2 separate regions of the Mus musculus genome follow, and region 1 is linked to region 2. Evidence: chromatin contacts called from public Micro-C data. All regions are on one chromosome and are shown on one strand. Each heading gives the region's core, a stretch centred on a gene start, on an enhancer-like site or on the middle of the called end of the contact. The rest is flanking DNA. Distances are from core to core; before and after follow the strand shown.

The links. A called contact is a pair of places that touch in the nucleus more often than the background predicts.
Region 1: a Micro-C map of the HL-1 cell line shows a contact between it and region 2, with 3 times the contacts expected there. The contact joins two enhancer-like sites. A contact is called at or near these places in 12 of 39 promoter capture datasets (the 3T3-L1 cell line, 3T3-L1-derived adipocytes, the C10 cell line and 9 more), 2 of 15 datasets of contacts at CTCF or cohesin (CD8 T cells and the NIH/3T3 cell line), 102 of 484 Hi-C or Micro-C datasets (the 63-12 cell line, the AML12 cell line, B cells and 64 more), 14 of 115 datasets of contacts at active chromatin or transcription factors (the 230-238 cell line, CD8 T cells, the HPC-7 cell line and 11 more) and 4 of 9 other capture datasets (adipose tissue, embryonic stem cells, liver and 1 more).

Annotation. Positions count from the first base shown.
Region 1 is chr10:26,877,158-26,880,629 of GRCm38.p6, forward strand. Arhgap18 (Rho GTPase activating protein 18) reads left to right here. Exons shown (of 15, transcript NM_176837.2): 8 at 1-77; 9 at 1,734-1,893. Among named protein-coding and RNA genes, the nearest start is that of Gm30534, 87 kb to the right of the region's middle. Within about 2 kb of position 2,179, at least 25 of the 459 cell types and tissues checked have an H3K27ac peak or open chromatin away from gene starts, as enhancers often do. A contact at or near this core is called in the HL-1 cell line, where this site is marked.
Region 2 is chr10:26,750,764-26,754,250 of GRCm38.p6, forward strand. No RefSeq gene overlaps it. Among named protein-coding and RNA genes, the nearest start is that of Arhgap18, 20 kb to the right of the region's middle. Within about 2 kb of position 1,993, at least 53 of the 459 cell types and tissues checked have an H3K27ac peak or open chromatin away from gene starts, as enhancers often do. A contact at or near this core is called in the HL-1 cell line, where this site is marked.

The DNA of each region.
Region 1 (3,472 bases), core at 929-3,428, 130 kb after region 2:
TGATTTCTCGAATTGAAGAAGGCAGTCTGGAAACCGAGGGCCTCCTACGGATACCAGGAGCAGCCATGAGAATCAAGGTGACTAAAATGCTTCAGTTCTGTTAATGTGCAATTTTGTTGCTTAATTTTGCTTGTGAATTTTAAAGGCCAACTTAGCCTCCCCATCCTTATTCTTGTTAGCAGAGGCGATAAAATAAAATAATAAAATGTCCGAACTTCCACGTTATCATTTCTCTACACACTCCTTCTGGTTTCTATAAGTTTGTATTTTTCCAGATCCCCACGTCACCTATTATAATCCCTTGAGAACGAGAACATCGTGACTCAGAAGGTAGTAGGGAGCTGGGTGAGACAGAGTCAGGATGAGTAATAGCAACGGAGTTTGGATTTTAAAAGGAGAGGGAACAGAACACTCCAGGTGGGAGCAGAGGAAGGCTCTTGACAGGAGCCGCGCAGTTGGCGGCTTTGACAGAAGGAACAGCTTTGGGTAATTTCTAAGAAGGGCAGTTAAGTGGATTCAACTGTGTCAACTGGTCCACCCGGCCTGTTGTCATAGGCCAGATCGTGGCGCAGCCAGCCCCTTGTAAAGGATTTATTTACAGATGATGTGCTGCTAATGGTTGGTCTCCCTACTCCACTGAACCTTCTGTACCCCTTCTTGCCTCTTTCCCCCATTTAGCGTTAATTTCCCTCTTCGTTTCTTCTCTCTCCTTCTTTTCTCCTTCCCTGCTCCTTTCTCTTTCCTCCCTCACTGCTCTTTGACTCCACCCCCCAGTTTCTGAGGTATCAGCCATGCTTCTCACCAACTACAAAAACAATTAGGCAAAAAAATTGGCTAGGATTTGGTTCGGAGAAAATGTGGTAAGGTTACTCTATCAGGAGAGGATGAGCCTCAGTATGTTACTGTATAACAGAGGCTGTAGCTCGATACTGGAACCCTTTCCTAGCACACAGAGGTATAGGGATCCATCCCCAGTGAAACAAAAGAAACAAAACCCACAACCTGTCCTTTGAGAAAGTGGCTCCAGTAATAGACACTTGGAAACATTTTTGACACAATAAGTCTTATGCCACGTTAAAAATGAATCTTGAAAAATAGTCCTCACACACTAAGTTGATTTAGTAGCAGTAGTAGATGGCTTGGCACGTCTCATAGAGTGCTTGAAGTGAGGGGCCTCAGCTTCCACGTTCTGCATGGACTCACTAAATTAACTTGGGCTGACAGCAGAATGGTGGGACAGTGAAGGCAAGTATCTTTCCATATTTCTATGACTCCTTATCTACAGGATTTGGCTTTACATTTCTCAAAGGTAACAAAATTGAGGTAACATCTGTGTAAGATTTGGATTTGTTCATTTTGCTATGTAATATGCCTCTAAATAGCTTTAAAAACATTGTCTTGAATTGTAATTTTTTTTTTTAAATAACTAATGGTAGTGTTTAGGTTACATGCCGAGTAGAAAGTGATTTTAACTGATCTTTTAATTAAATCTTTGCTAATTAAAGTGTGTGAAAATGTTTAAACTCTTTTCTTAACCTTGGGTATAATTTCTTCACTTAAAGGACAATCAAAGTTGGGAACGATATTTTTCTGTGTAACAGAAACACATTGACTTTTGCTATTCAGATATTTCTTTATAGATTAGAAATCTTATAAGATGAAAAACAGATCACACTCTCAATAGGGAACAAACGTACTTACTGCTAATTTCTGTCTCCCCTTGTGCCATTTAGAATCTTTGCCAAGAACTAGAAGCGAAATTTTACGAGGGGACTTTCAATTGGGAAAGTGTCAAACAGCACGATGCGGCCAGCCTGCTGAAGCTCTTTCTGAGAGAATTGCCCCAGCCACTGCTGAGCATGGAGTATCTCAAAGCCTTCCAAGCTGTCCAGAGTAAGTGTTTTCTACCTGGAAGTAGCCTGGGGGTGAGTTCCACCCACGTTAATTGTCTCAGTGACAACTGTCATCATAAGGCACCGCACTACCAGACGTGTTTCCTTAGATAAGTTGATTCACGGATGTCAAGAGTTGTCAGATGCTACATACCACTTTCCTTTCATTCATATAATGTCTAAGTAAACATAACTGAATATTCTCTTCAGGTGCAGATAAGTTGCATGGCCTTTAAAAACACAATGCATCTAGTGTTAAGACCTGGAAACTTTGAGTTTCTCTCTTAATAGCATGAGTCACATAGATCTCTGTTGTGGTTTTCTTGCCAAGTGTTGAAAGGAACACAGAGTGGAGAAACTGTGGATTAGCACTTACTATAAAAACACAAAGAGATATAGTATCTACGGCCATTTCCTGAAAACGTAAATCTGTAGCTGTGTAGGAGGATGGGACCCTAGTGCTTTGTTGCTTCATTGTAGGGACCCTAGTGCTTTGTTGCTTCATTGGTAGAGGGCTGCAAAATTCTGGTGTTCGTCCAATTTCTGGTCCTGGAAAACTCCAAATTAAAATAAGTAATCTGTCTTGATACCTTTCCAGGGAGGAAATACGAAGATCTTTCAAGGTTTATATAGTGCTATGGTTTTCTCATTTATTCCTAGGGGCCACCAGGACAGGAAAGGGTACTCTAATGATGTTCAAGTAATCTTATCTTTAACTTCCAAACCAGAACACTTGGTGAGTAGATGAGGTTGTTATTAATAATGGCAGAGAGATATAGTGCCCACTAGCACTATCACATACTATTTTTTAGGTGTGCAATTTTGGGGTGAGTGTCTAAATTATCTTATATCATAACTTTTCCCCTCAAAATATCTAAAGAAGATAAGAACACTGCTATTTAAAGTATTTAATTTCTTTTTAACACCAAAACAAAAATCCAAAAAAAAAACAACCCCAAAAAACAAAAACAAAAACCCTTTTTTAATGATTAAACTCCATTAATTTTTAATGTATTTCCTGGATATGGACCAAATTGTTGCTTGCTGACAAAGTGATCCTGATGAGATTTTAATTTCTCTGGATATTAGGTACCGAAGATAATGGCGTATACTTCCTGGATGTTTCACTTGCTGTTTGGTTTCTCATTCATCCCATAAGCATTTATTGAGCACCTACTATGTCCCATGCCCTGTTTTGCCTATGTGTATCAGAATGGATAGACTCTCCTCTTGTGTTTTGTTCCCTTGACGTTTAGAAGAAACGACCCCCAGTGCTCAGGAAGCCCCCGTGGGTAGCAACTCGTGGGCAGTCTGATCTTCTCTCTGTTTCCATCAGAGAGTAATTACCACATGGAAGTTAGAATTATTTCCAAATCACTGCTGTGTGTCTGCAAACATAAGGCTGCTCGTCATGGAATCACAGTTGGAAGCTAGCATCCTAGGACTGAGGGTGCTCTGAGCAGCTGCTCGCTCTGATCTCCAGCAAACGCTCCTGGTGAGGCTGGCTGCTCAGTCTTCGTGTCTGGCATTTCACTGGAGTGTTTACACCAAATAACTTTTTTTTTTCCTCTTTAAAAATG
Region 2 (3,487 bases), core at 743-3,242:
GTGTAGGAATATTCTTCATAATTGTGATGGTATCATTATTAAATTTATTAATGTGGGGGGAGATGAATATGCCATGACATAAGTGCAAGACAGGAAACAACTATTTGTCAGTTTGAGGGTCCAACTCGAGTTTTGAGGCTTGTTAGGCCAAGTGCCTTTACCTGCTAAGCCAGCTCACTGACCCTCTGATCCGTGTTTCTTGTTTATATAGTCAAAATGATGGTATTCATAGGGAACTGCCTTGACTGATAATTTCAAGGCTAGCTCTACTTCCCTTTTTGCCCTCTGCCTACCCACGCAGCTGAACAGTCACTGATCTTTCTAATTAATTAGCATATTCACTTACATCCCACTCACTTTCTCCCTCCCAGTCATCCCTCCTACAATCCTCCCCCTTATCCTTTTTCCCCTTCTCTGAGTAGGCAGAGCCCCTTGGGTATCCCTGTACCCTGGCACATTAAGTCTCTGCAGGTCTAGGTGCTTCCTCTCCTACTGAGGCCAGATAAGGCAGTCCAGTGAGTAGAACACATCCCACATACAGGCAACAGCTTTTGGGATAGCTACCGACTACAGTTGCTCAGGATCCACATGAAGACCAAACTGCACATCTGTGGAGGCCTAGGTCCTTCCTGAGTATGCTTATTGGTTAGTGGTTCAGTCTCTGAGAGACCCAAACGGTCCAGGTTAGTTGACTGTTATTTTTCTGTGGCGTTCCTATCCCTTTTGGGTCTGCAATCCTTCCTCCTGCTCTTACATGAGGGTCCCCAAGCTCCATCCACTGTTTGACTGGGGTTGTCTGCAGCTATCTGAGTCAGCTGCCTCAATGAAGACTCTCAGAGGATATCCATGCTAGACTCTTGTCTGCAAGCATAACAGAGTATCATTAATAGTGCCAGGGTTTGGTGCTTGCCCATCGGATGTAGCAGAGACTGAGGGAATGGCCAACTAACTGGTCACTGATCTATCTTTCATCTCTATTCCTCTGTTCAGCTATAGCACTTCTCTGAGAGCAGTGGTTCTAAACTTGTGGGTCAAGACCCTTCGGGGGAAATAAGTGACCCTTTGACATAGGTCACATATCAGATAATCTGCATCTCAGATATTTATGTGGCATTCACATCAGTAGCAAAATTACATTTATGAAGTAGCAACGAAAATAATTTTATGGCTAGGGTCACCACAACACAAAGGTGTTAAAAGATCGTAGCTTTAAGAAGGTTGAGAACAGGGGTTGGAGAGATGGCTCCGTGGTTAAGAGCACTGACCACTCTTCCGAAGGTCCTGAGTTCAAATCCTAGCAACCACATGGTGGCTCACAACCACCCGTAATGCGATCTGATGCCTTCTTCTGGGGTGTCTGAAAACAGCTACAGTGCACTTACATAAAATAAAAAACCTTAAAAACAAAAAGTTGAGAACCACTGTCTTAGAGGTTAAACGTAAACAGTGCACAGTGCTTGGGCTTGCACACTGCTACTATTATGTGAGAGGTATGTGGAATTGCATGTTTTCTTTAACATCCATTAAAAAAAGAGTAAGACTCCTCCTTTATTAGAGCACCAGTGCTGCTCTCTTTCCCATTGTGTGAAGATTTAGTTAATATATGAAGTGCTGAGAACAGTGCCTGCGGAGGTTAATCCCTCAGCCATTAGCCGGCCAGTAATGCCTCTCCGAGACAAAAGGAGCCCAGTATTTATGCTCCTGTCCAGTCCGGCCGTGAGCTGTCTGAACTCGGCACTGGGCTTTGTGTATCTCAGGCGGCAGAAATCAGTCAGTACAGGGTGTCCACGGGGACACAGGTGAACTTTGAGTGTTTCCCAAGAGAAACATAGAACACCCACCCTCTCTCCTTTTATAACTATTTCAGCTGAAGGATCGAATGTTTAATATGAATTTCTATTAAAAAACCAAATTCCTGATCTCAGAGTGTTTATTGTATTTTGACTGGTTATCACTGGCGCCCCCTGCAGGATTGATGAAGTATTTTCTTGGCCTGCCTCGGCTTGGCTGGGAAATCCTCTGAATGCTTTGTGATTTGGCAGCATACTGCAGCTCTGCAGTAGGAGGCCTGCAGAGAGCATTTTCTACCCGCCGTAAGGTTACCTGGGCATTCCAGGGTGGTGGAAAGGCATGTGATAAGGAAAAGAGGATATGCTAGGGATGGAGAAATGCTCTGTCTGGCCTACTTCGGAATCCCTTACCACTCTTTGGTGGTATCCTCTGATGCCAGGAGTTGAGCTTCTCTTCTTCAAAATGGTGGGCTGTCACAAAGCTTATTGGTGAGTACGAGCAGCAAGGCATCTGGAGAATCCACTGTAGTGTCTGTCCCACACTACACATGTTTAGTATCCGCTCCCGTCCAGTTTACAGGGTAACCCAAGCTCATCCCCACTGGCTCTGCTAAGGGTAAGGCTTTCTTTTGTTTAAGCATGTCCTTTGCTGCAGAGGGATTTTTTTTTTTTTTTTTTTTTTTTTTTTTTTTTTTGTCTTTCAGCCAGCAGGTGGCAACCAAATTAAAGCTAAAAGCTCATCTTATTTCAACATGGGTAAAAACATTGGCTTTTGCATGACGAAATGGCAGGTTGGACAGAGAGCATTTGGAACTGAAGGAGTGACACCAAGGGAGTGCTCTCCACGCTAGACCATGGGTGCCGAGGCTGGCTTTCCTGGGCCTCCCTTTGATTTCGGTTTCTGTATATCCGAGATCCTGAAGGATCCTGCTTCTTACGACACTGTACTGTAAGTAAAATGACTCGCATGGGGAGTGAGTCCTAAGTTGACATGACAGGCTCCCTGGACAGATCAATGCTGTTTGTGGGTTTGCATATTTTGAGGTTTTAATTTATCAAACGGCGAAAATGTCACTGCTATCCTGAGTATTGCCACCATGAAAACACACACAGCATAGTTCATGGCACACAGCGCATACATGATTGAGCTGCACAGATTAAATGACTTATGCTATGCTTATAGACACATGTCCGGTGGATCATGGGATCACATGTAGTCTGACTAACCCTTTCCTCATTGGATGAGGACGTGGAGACCTAGAATGGTTAATTTCTATAAAGTTACAGAGATTAATAATAATAATAATGATTATTATTATTATTATTGATTACAAATTGTGGAAAGCACAATTCCCAAAGCCAATAGTTTTAATTTTCCCCCCAATACCCCAGGGTTCCTCATTATTTCTCACTGGTGTTTGATGGTACTGAGCCTGGCTTGCCATTGAGGGCTAACTGCCCTGTTTTTAAAGACTGGCCAGGATGGGCAGTGTGGTACCACCATAATGGCTGTATTCAGAAGTGTCCCGAGTCACCATCACATGATACGTGCTGCTAGCTAAGGTCCCTTGAGATAAAGTCAGTCCTGAACAGAAAAGATAACCCCTAATACTAGTTTTCTCTCTCAATGCCAGTCAGCCCTGGCTACGTGTCTCTCCATTAGAAGACGATTCCCACTGACTATTGTACCAGTGCCG